Linked DNA regions of Ovis aries: region 1 is linked to region 2. A link is a contact called in public Hi-C data. All regions are on one chromosome and are shown on one strand. Each heading gives the region's core, a stretch centred on a gene start, on an enhancer-like site or on the middle of the called end of the contact. The rest is flanking DNA. Distances are from core to core; before and after follow the strand shown.

Region 1 (5,109 bases), core at 1,871-4,370, 42 kb before region 2:
CAGTTCCATCTTGTATTTCCAGAGCCCATCTGGGTCCCACAAGACAGCGTGATTCTTAGGGACTTGAGCTATGATGTCAGACTGACGGGGTCTGCCTCCCAGCTCTGTTACTTCTAGCTAGGGCTAGGTGGTCTTGGGCATGTATATTGAAGGTGCTTAGAACCAGAACTGGCTCAATAAATGTTATATAGAAAGTAAAGTGAAAGTGAAAGTTGCTCCGCCGTGTCGCTCTTTGCGACTCCATGGACTATACAGTCCATGGAATTCTCTAGCCTAGAATACTGGAGTGGGTAGCCTTTCCCTTTTCCAGGGGATCTTCCCAACCCAGGGATCAAACCTAGGTCTCCCGCATTGCAGGCAGGTTTTTTACCAGCTAAGCCACAAGGGAAGCATAATATTGTACCTAGTACTGTAGTTGCTCAGCACATATTTGTTAAATGAAGGGATGAATGAATGGCTCATTAAATGAACAAACTGCCTAAACAGACATATACCTGTGGTGACAGCTTTCAGTTCAGTTCCTCAGTCATGTGCAACTCTTTGCAACCCCATGGACTGCAGCACGCCAAGCTTCCCTGTCCATCACCAACTCCCGGAGCTTGCTCAAACTCTCGTCCATTGAGTCGGTGATGCCATCCAACCATCTCATCCTCTGTCGTCCCCTTCTCCTCCTACTTTCATTCTTTCCCAGCATCAGGGACTTTTCAAATAGGTCAGTTCTTTACATCAGGTGGCCAAAGTATTGGAGTTTCAGCTTCAACATCAGTCCCTCCAATGAATATTCAGGACTTATTTCCTTTAGGATGGACTGGTTGGATCTCCTTGCAGTCCAAGGGACTCTCGGGAGTCTTCTGCAACACCACAGTTCAACAGCATCAATTTTTCAGCGCTCAGCTTTCTTTATAGTCCAACTCTCACATCCATACATGACTACTGGAAAACTATAGCTTTGACTAAACGGACCTTTGTTGCCAAAGTAATGTCTTCGCTTTTTAATATACTAGGTTGGTCATAGATTTTCTTCCAAGGAGTAAGCGTCTTTTAATTTCATGGCTGCAATCACCATCTGCAGTGATTTTGGAGCCCAAGAAAATCAAGTCTGTCACTGTTTCCATTGTTTCTCCATCTATTTGCCATGAAGTGATGGGACTGGATGCCATGATCTTTATTTTTTGAATGTTGAATTTTAAACCAACTTTTTCTCTCTCCTCTTTCACTTTCATCAAGAGGCTCTTTAGTTCTTCTTCTCTTTCTGCCATAAGGGTGGTGTCATCTATATATCTGAGATTATTATTTCTCCCGGCAATCTTGATTCCAGCTTGTGCATCATCCAGCCTGGCATTTCGCATGATGTACTCTGCATATAAGTTAAATAAGCAGGGGGACAATATACAGCCTTGACGCAGTTTTGAATCCATCCATTGTTCCACGTTGGTTCTGTCGCTTCCTGACCTGCATGCAGATTTCTCAGGAGGCAGGTTGGGTGGTCTGGTATTCCCATCTCTTGAAGAATTTTCCACAGTTTGTTGTGATCCTCACAGTCAAAGGCTTTGTCGTAGTCAATAAAACAAAAGTAGATGTTTTTAGGGAACTCTCTTTTTCTATGATCCAACAGATGTTGGTCACAGCTTTGGGCATTCCATAAAACACTCTAGACTTGATTTTGTCAGCAGAGGGCAGCATTGAGTCAGAAATGAAGAATTCAGTCCCAGTTCTCTTTTCAGAGCCCACCTCCCAGTCTTGGAAGGCCGCTTCTAATGAGCAGGTTCACAATCAAGCAGTTCCTCTAGCCCTTGAAAAAGAAAGGGCCATCCTGTCCACCACCCGAGAGTGACAGTTACAGAGGGTTATAACTCAGAGCTCTGAGGAAGGGAAATACAATGATTGTGGTCTCAGGCAAAGCAGTGGTAAGCTGAGCCCTCCAGCTTGCACCAGCCCTTTTCCCAGAGAAAAGGAAAGAGGAGTCTAGGCATCTATACACAGATAAATCCCAAGGCAGGAGATGCTCTAGGGCCTGGGAGCCCCCCCAAAGCTCAGCAGATCCATAGAGCGCTCAGCTGGCCCTCATCTACCTTTCTCCCCTACTGCTCTCTCAGTACCGCCCCTCACTCTCACCCCACTACCCCATCCCTGAAAGTCTTTCATCACAGTTTACTTCCCCTTTGGTCCAACTGGCCTCCTGTGAAGCCCTCCCTCGAACCCCTGAGCCAGAATAAGACCCATCATTTTAACCGTACGTGGCATTTTGTGCCTGTCTCTTAAAAACAATACATACATTATTTAAATTTATTATAGTTTGTTTTCATCTGTCCAAGAGAATGACAGAAGTAACACTATAGACACAGGAATGTGAAATTTGTGATATGAGATGAGGCATAGGGCAATTGGTTGCAAGAAGCTGCTTATTTTTTGGTTAACACATGAAAGTTTTCCCTTCATATTTTCTTCAAGCATTTAAGTGTTCCTCTTGTGCCCTAAATTTGTGCTAGCGGCCCAACCACCTACCTAGTTTTCTTATTTTTTATTTTACCTTTCAAAATTTTTATTGATTTACAATGTTGTGTTATGTGCTGGTCTTGAGAGCCTTCCCACTGTCTGCTTTGGATTAGATGGTAAATTGTTTACTTATCTTATATCCCTTGCTAAACTGTAAACTTCCTGAGAGCAAGGAGCTAATTCTTGACCATCCCTCAAGAGTCACCTGAGATCCATTTCTTTTCCAGGAGAACTGCTTTCTCACCACTCCCCACCTCACCCCCAAAGTATGGCCTTGATATCTCTCACCAGCCCTCCCACAGGCACCCTGCGCTTAACCCATCACTGCAGTCCTTACTCTGAGCCGTCTTAACATCCGCTCCCGCTGATATGGACCCAGCCAGACACAGGCACAGATTGTGAAGTGTGTCAGGGCTGGGACGGATGTGTGTTTCTAATTGTCTTCCCAGCGAAGCATCTAGCAGGCTCAGTAAACCATTAATCCCAGAGCCCCTCACACCATGATCACCAAGGGTAAGCTCCTGCGCGCCCACCTTCAACCGGACGGCTCAGCTCCGCCCAGCCCAGCCGCCTAGGCACATCCGCGCACATGACCCAGGAATTCCCCGCTATCTGCCTGCAGCCAAGCTCCCTGACGTAATCCCATCCTCTGTCAGGCATTCTCACTCTGTGACAGACCAGGTCTCCCTTCCAGGAGTCCGAGCATTGAGTGTCAGCAGTTAGGGTCATTTCCGAGTCTCATGCCGTTCCGGCTCTCTGTCTGTTTGTCTGCCCCCCAGCCTGTCTGCTGCAGACAGACAGCAGCCCCGTCTATTCATGACTAAAGCCCAGCCGTCACCTTGTCTGGAACTGAGGTGGTCTCTTTTCTCTGAAGACTTTGGCTTTCACGGCTTGCCCCCTAAAAGGGGGTTCACAGTCTGATCAAAGGAAGCTGAAGTGGGGGTGGGGAAGGTCCAAGAGGTACAGGGGACCCCTCTCGGCGACCCCTGCCTCATCCCCCACCCCTGCAATAGTCGGTTTAGGTGGGAACAGAGGGAAATCGCTCGAGTCTTTGAATTCCACTGCATATGCATTCTTTTAGTTCATAAACGTGTGCTGAGTGCCTTTTTGTGCCTAGCAATGGGCTGTGTATTCGGGATGCCTGGAGTCTAGATTAGGTCTAGATTAGTCTGGACTTCATAGGCATCTGGATCAAGCTTGAAAGGAAATTTTAGATTCATCTGTACAATTCTTTCACCTTACTTATGAGAACATACTGATTCATCTGGCTGTCTCACATCTTTCAGGTCTCAGCCTAAAAGGCTCTGTCTGCAGGAAGCTGCCCAGACCAGGCTCTTCCAGAGAGGGCTAGAGGTGCCCTCCTGAAATACACCCCAAGGGCATTCTGTTCTCCCTCCTCATGGATACATCTGCCTCTAGGATTTGCTTGTTTATTTCTCACTAGATGGAGAACTCTCTGAGGGCAGAAGCCACCCTGTCACCTTCAGATCCATAGGTAGTACCTAGTAGGCACCTGTATTTGTAGAATGACTAAGTGATGGGATCAAAGGCCACAGACGCAGCAGGTATCAGTCAGAACGAGAATTCAGGGGTCCTAACACGCTGCCCTGTGGCCGCTCTTATGTTACCCATGCCTCCTCTTGAGAGCCCTTATCTATCTAAATGGCCCCAGCCAGACAGATCCCAGGAATGGATGCTAATCTCATTGCTGAAAGGAAACAGCAGGTCAGGGGAACGTTCACCTGGACCTCATTCTACTTTCAGATGATTCAGAGCCAAAGGGGAGGCTTCAGAGAGGAGAATGCCAGACTGGCTACCAGCTCCTGTGGCTCTCCAGGTTTGGGGTTGGTACCACCTCCTGTGGCTCTCCAGATCTGGGCTTGGTTTCCTGAATAAGCGGATCCTCTGCAGCGACAAAGGAAGCCAAGGGCCCCATTCTCCAGCCCTAAGTCACACTAGAAAGGACAGTGGAAGTAGGAAAGTGGGCAGACTAAATACAAAATTCAGTCACGGGGGTCTAGTCCTTCTTGGTCCTCAGCCTGCCCTGAATACACAGCTGGAGGCAGCAGCATCCTCCAGGGGTTTCTGAATCCCAGCTCTGCCAGCTTCTTACCAGTTGTGTGGCCTTGGACAGAATAATGCACCCTTCACAGGACTGGACTACTATGAAGACTCAGGGGGAAATGTTCCTTTCTCCCCATTACATCCCATACTTAGAGGAAAGAGGCGAGCCTGTGGGTAGTCTCTTCACTCTAAATGACACTCACAATGGGGATTCTGGACTAAGGATTCTGCTCCAGACCTTAAAAACCAGGCTCAAAAATCACAGAAAGGAAAATTTGAGCCTTTTCTGGTAAGCGGCCTGAGGTGACCCCTAAAAATGGTGCACTATTCACTTGACCCAGAAAACCCCACAAAATCATGCAAATCAAGAGGTTCAAATCTTCGTATTCACTTTAAGAACACTCGTGAAACAGGCCATAAAGGGTATGCATATCCGGAAAGCCACCAAGTACCTGAAGGATGTCACTTTAAAGAAGCAATGTGTGCCATTCCGTCGTTACAACGGTGGAGTTGGTAGGTGTGCACAGGCCAAACAGCGGGGCTGGACGC
Region 2 (5,728 bases), core at 411-2,910:
GCAGAGGAGGAAGCGAACGGAGACACCGGGGACCTGGTCTAACCTGAGTGGTGGTGCTGGATTTGAGCCCAGGTCCGCAGGCGCCAAAGCCCAGGCTCTTACACGGGAAAGCTGACCCCACCTGAGGGCCCTGCCACACAGAGCCAGCAGGCGCCCTGGCTAAAGCTCCCCTCTTCCCCCACCCCGGGGCTCCAGGTCTCTCCTCCCCACCCTGGAATCACCCTTGAGTAGCTCTGCGTGGTGAGGGTTAGGCAGGCACCCTCTGCCTCCTACCGTCAGAGGTCTTTGGTCTTGGCCCAGGCTGCACCTGCTGCAGCTCCACGGTCTCCACGCAGCTGGCACAGCAAACAAGCCAGCTCCAGGCTGGCCAGCTACCCGCCAAGTGCTGTTGGAGCCCCGGCCCCAGGCAGTTCTGCCCCCGCCCTGGGTGGCTGAAGCCGCGGGAATGTGCCGGCCAGGCCGAGCCCTCCGAACCCCAGTGTGGGGCTTGGGGCTGAGAGGACACGCGACCTGGGACAAAGGCTGCCTGCTGTTCTGCAGTCCAGAGGGCAGTGGGCCCTGATTCAGCGTCTCACTCTGTGAGCCCAGGCGGGTGAGGCAGGTGGGTTCAAACGAGAGCAACTCATCCACAGTTTACAGAGTGCAGGGAGGCTCGGACACAAACACAGAAGGGCAGCGACTGTCAGAAGGAAACTCAGCTCCTGGTCAGGCTGGGCTTTGCACGAAGCCCCTTGTCACAAAGAGGCCAACATAAGGCCTGCCAGTTCCTCTTTTTTGCAGAAGATGGCTCTGTAGGCAGGTGCCGTCCCCCTCCTCGGGCTGTTTGCTTTGCGGCCTCAGGATCTGCTGAGAATGTCCCCCCTCCCCCCTCCCACTCGGTGTGGACTGCAGCTGGCAGTGGCATTGAAGAACCAGTGCAGAGAGGGCACCTGACCTTGGGGAGGAATGTGTGAAATGTCAGCAGCCACCCCCCACCTCGGGCCCAGGAATGCGGGTTCCTGGCCCAGCAGCCCGTGGCCCCCAAGGGAGGTGCATGTGTGGCTGGAAGAGAAGGTGGGTGCGGGGCCCAGGAATGGCATTGTTGGAAGGCCCTGCAAGGTCACCGGGTGAGACTCCCGCCTGGTTACAGAAGGTGAAGCTGAGCCGTCCAGCTGCCCTCCTGGAGGTGCCAGCCCAGCACTCACTCCGATCCAACTAAGGGCACAGTCCCTCACCCCTAAAGGCCCCTGGAGCCCACGGCCATGGGTACAGCTGTGACTTGACTTCTCAGACCTTCAGAACCACAGATGTCAGAGCCCTTCCTCCACCCATGTTGCAGATGCGGAAACTGAGGCCCAGAGAGACGGGAACTGGCCGCAGGAGCACTGACTGTGAGCCAGGTCTCGGGGGTGCGCGGTGCTTTCGCTACACTTCCATGAAGCCGGGGGTGCCTCCTGCTGACAAGGGGACTCAGGTGGGCCCACCAAGCTCCCACAGGTTTCCAGCTGGGAATCCAGCACCTTCCGCGGGTGCCCTTCCCTGTCAGGGCAGACACTCTATGGGCTTGGCCTCTATGCTCCGGCTCCTGGTGAGCCAGCAAACCTCTGCTCTAGCCACACAGCATTAATAAGGCCAACCCAACTCCAACCGATGCTCCTCTCTGGGACTGAAACCCAAGGATGTGCTGAGTAAGGACACTGCTGCCCTCTTGTGGCCATGCCTGGGCATGACTGCTGTCCTCTGGGCCTCCAGTGGCTTCTGATTCTCCTCCTCCTAGAAAGCAGCAGGGGCCAGACAGGGTGGGCACCATCTCACCCCCCTATCACCAAGGCCAGCGCTTCAGCTGCAGAAAGCAAACGGGGAAGGCTGGACCTGCTGACGTCAGATCTGAGAGGAAGGAAGAAGGTCTCATTACCCAGAACACTTGAGTGTTGGGAGCAACTCGGTGGTTTCCACGGAAACAGCCTAATGACCAACACTAGACAGGGTGGTTTGAAAGTCTGGAGGATTTATTTCTCGGGAAGGTCCACGGCAACTGGCAGGCACTCCCCTCCCCTGTTCCCAAGAGGTTCTCTCTCCTTTGGTGAGAAAGCCCCTCTCTTCTCGGAAGTGCCCCTGGGGAGACTGGGATGTGGAGAGAAACCACACGCAACACTCCAGAGCCTTAAAAAATACAGCCACAACGACCTCCCCCACACGAGTACACACATAGAAAATCAACAGACGTATAAAAGAGGCTGGCCCCGCCCCCAGCCGGGACTACCCAGAGCTAAACCGACGGAAGTGCCCGACGGCCAAGACGCGGCCCTGGCTTCAGAGAGGGCACCCAGGAGGCGGGCAGGGGCCCTCTCCCTGGAGCTCAGGACAAGGTACCAAGGAACAAACAAATAAATAAATAAATAAAGCCCTAAGAGCTTGGGCTGAGGCTTGGGGCCCCCAGGGGCGCCTTCCCTGAAGAGCAGATCCAGTGACCAGCAGAAAGAAGAGGGAAAACACAAACCCAAAGCTGCAGCCACCCGGCCTGCAGAGCCGGCATCCTCAGATGCCAGAAGGGCCCCATCCAGGACCCAGCTCTGGAGGAGGGAGGGGTGAGCTGAGAGCCTCCTGGGCCGGGGAGGCCACCCGTGCTCCTGTCTTCATCCCGGCCATCTCCATGAGCCGGGGCTGCAGCTGTCTCCTGCCTGGGCTCCCCCCCAGGAAAGCTCTCTTCGGCCTTCCTGACCCCAGGCGTCTGCTGGGAGAAGTCCTGCCAAACAGTCCATCCGGGTCCTTAGCTCCGCGTGGCCACAGGCATCTCCCCCACCTCCTGTGGGGGCTACACTTGACGCTCCCTTCAGGCCAACAAAGAAAAGGCATCAGACAGAAGAAGCACACACAGAGAAGGGGGCGGAAGTCGCCAGGACGGACAATTTGGGCAGGAGGTCAAACTGGACACACGAAGATGCCCCACAGACTCAGGAGCCCCAGGGTCCCCCCCGGTGCAGCAGGGGCCAGCGGGGAGCTGGGGGGAGCACGGGGCCCTCAGCTGGGCAGCAGCACGTGCTCCAGGAGGTAGGTGAGGGAGTCCCAGTGCTTCCAGAGCAGGAGGAGGACGAGGGCCAGGAGGGCAGTGCTGGAGACGCGCAGGCGGGTCTTCATGAGCGGCGTGATGAAGCTGGCGACGGTGGACACGAACACCAGCAGCACGGCCATGAGCGCCAGGATCACGCTGATGAACTTGCCCAGCAGGGCCCGCGCGTTGGCGTTCTCCACGCCCTCCAGCTGCACCACCTGCTGCTGCTGCTGCTGGAGCTCCAGCTTGGTGACCCGGGTCAGGCAGGACTCCACGGCCTCCTGCAGGGGCACAGGGGCGGGCGAGCTTAGGGTGGGGAGACCTCCAGTCTGAACCCCACCTGCTCCTCGGGAGGCGATGATGCCCAGGGCGCCCCCCTCCAGAGGGTGGTCAGCTGCAGCTAAGGGGCCCCGGTCCTTTCATGCTGACTATTTGGAGAGGCTGAGGGGAAGTGGAAGTCTTGATTAAGGGGAAGGGGCGGAAGCAGCCTGCTCCCAGCTTCCTCTCGGGGCTGATGTACCTGGATGTCCCGGGCCCTCTCGTAGGACTGGTAGGCCACCTTCTCCTCCATGCTGGCCAGCTCCTGCTTCAGGTTGGTCATCTCATTCTGGTGAAGTTCGGTCAGGTCATTGAGCTGTTCCTCCAGCCGCTCGTACCTGGCAGAGGGAGAACACGTGACGCCAGCCCTGGCTCCCCAAGTCTCCCATCTCCTCCCCCAGGGTCAATGTCACTCATTCTCAACAAGGACTCAATCCACCCCCTGTGTCCAGACCCGCCCAATTTTAACAGCAACAAGAAAGCTACTATACACACAGCAGGCTCCCCAGGTGCTAGTGGTAAAGAACCCACCTGCCTGTGCAGGAGACATAAGAGACGTGGGTTCAATCCCTGGGTCGGGAAGATCCCCTGGAGAAGGAAACGGCAACCTACTCCTGAACTCTTGCCTGGAGAATCCCATAGACAGAGGAGCCTGCTAAGTCCTAAGGTTGCAGAGTTGGGCACAACTGAAGCGACTTAGCACACACAAGCATATACACAGCCCTTCTTAGAGGCGGGCTCTGTGCTAGGCACTTTAGCTACCTTGCCTCCTGGGGTCCTCCTCACAAACCTTCCGATAAGGACCAGCACCATCTGCACATTTCATCCGAGAAGACTGAGGCCCAGAGGGACTGGGGACTGCCTGAGAGCACAGAGCTCACGGAAGGAGGGTCGGGGCCTGACTGTCCACAGCCTGGGCCCTGGGCCTGGGCTAAGGTGCTCCCCTGGGGACAGGGACCCAGACGCACAATCCCTGTCCCAAAGGCACAGATATCAGAGGACGACTGTTACGTGGGGGCACTGAGTTTTCAGGCAGGTTTCTCCCCCCATTTTCCAATCCTTCTTCAAATATGCCAAGGAGGAAAAGAGCTATCTAAAGACAAACTCTCTAAGGATCCCAAGGAACAAGTGCCCAACGCCACGCGCAAGGCGCAGAGCAGAGCAGAGCCAGCAGAGGGAGGGCGTGGGGGCTCCAGCTGATCCCAGGCCGGCTCGCTGGCTCCGGCCGGACGTTCCCACGGACCGTGCCAGATAGCTGCGCAGGGCGCAGTCCTCACAAACCCTGTGAGCCGGGATTCACGTTACTCCCGCTTCACAGATGAGGACACCAGGTGCAGAGAGCAAGGACTTTGTCCACGGTAAAGAGTGGGAAAAGTAGAGCTGGGATCCAAACCCAGGTGACCTGCCCCTGGGGTCAGTGCTCTTAGCCAGAGTCGCTCCAGATAAGAAGCTGGCCCCTGCCTCGGTTTCCCCTTTTGCACAACCACCATGTACTCAAGTAGGGATGCCATAACGCTCCTTCCAGAGGCCCCGTCATCCTATCTTCCAATCGCCCTGGAAGCTGGTGGAAGGCCCCTGGGGGCCTCCTCCTGGCCCCTTCCAGCAGTCCAGGGCGCTGGGAGATGCTGCGTCTGCTTCCACCACTGAACCTGAAATCCGGCCCCTCTCACCGGCGGGGCGGCGCGGCGCACGCACCTGTAGCGCTCCTCCTGCAGGCACTGGGTCATGTAGGTGTAGTCTCTCTGCAGCTGCGCCTTCAGGTCCTCCATCGAGTCCTCCAGGTGCGACTGGCCCTCCTTGATCTCCCGCAGTTCTTCCAGCACAGCGTCCACGTTGCCGGGGCCCCCGTACAGCGGGCCGGACTTGGGGCTCCCGGGCGCGGCGGCGGCGGGCCCGGCCCCCGAGTTGCTGCCCGCGCCCGCCGAGCTGGCGCTGGCGCTGGAGCACTCGTCGTCGCTGGCGTACTTGGGGCTGGACACGAGCGTGGCGCTGCCGCTCAGCGCCCGGGCCGCCTCCTCGGGGGGCCCGTCGTCCAGGGGGTCCTTCAGGTGCGCGATGTTGTCGGCGCTGCCGAACTTGTTCCGGATGAGGCTGGCAAACTCCCGGGGCTTGGACACCACGGCGGAGTGCGTGGCCTGCGAGAGGCCCGAGAGGCTGCCCTTGACGCCCTCCACCACGCCGCCCCCGAAGCCGCTGATGCCGGCGCGCACGTTGGCGCCCACGTCCTTGAGGCCCTGCTGCATGTCCCGCAGCACGTCCTTGGGCTGCCGCGACGGCCCGTTCTGCTCGATCTCCCTCAGGCGCCGGCGGCAGTGCTCCAGCTTCTTGTGCAGCTGGGCGATGGTCTGCGCCGACTTCTGGTTCTTCTTCTCGAACACC

What was found. Hi-C and Micro-C count contacts between places; a contact is called where the count stands out from the background.
Region 1: a Hi-C map of omental adipose tissue shows a contact between it and region 2, with 6 times the contacts expected there. The contact joins two enhancer-like sites. A contact is called at or near these places in 16 of 16 Hi-C or Micro-C datasets (blood, hypothalamus, liver and 7 more).

What each region holds. Positions count from the first base shown.
Region 1 is chr12:2,944,027-2,949,135 of ARS-UI_Ramb_v3.0, reverse strand. No RefSeq gene overlaps it. Among named protein-coding and RNA genes, the nearest start is that of NUAK2, 3.7 kb to the right of the region's middle. Within about 2 kb of position 3,120, at least 6 of the 54 cell types and tissues checked have an H3K27ac peak or open chromatin away from gene starts, as enhancers often do.
Region 2 is chr12:2,900,368-2,906,095 of ARS-UI_Ramb_v3.0, reverse strand. It overlaps TMCC2 (transmembrane and coiled-coil domain family 2), which reads right to left. Exons shown (of 5, transcript XM_015099129.4): 3 at 5,045-5,728; 4 at 3,552-3,687; 5 at 1,968-3,312. The coding sequence ends at 3,001. Among named protein-coding and RNA genes, the nearest start is that of TMCC2, 37 kb to the right of the region's middle. Within about 2 kb of position 1,660, at least 12 of the 54 cell types and tissues checked have an H3K27ac peak or open chromatin away from gene starts, as enhancers often do.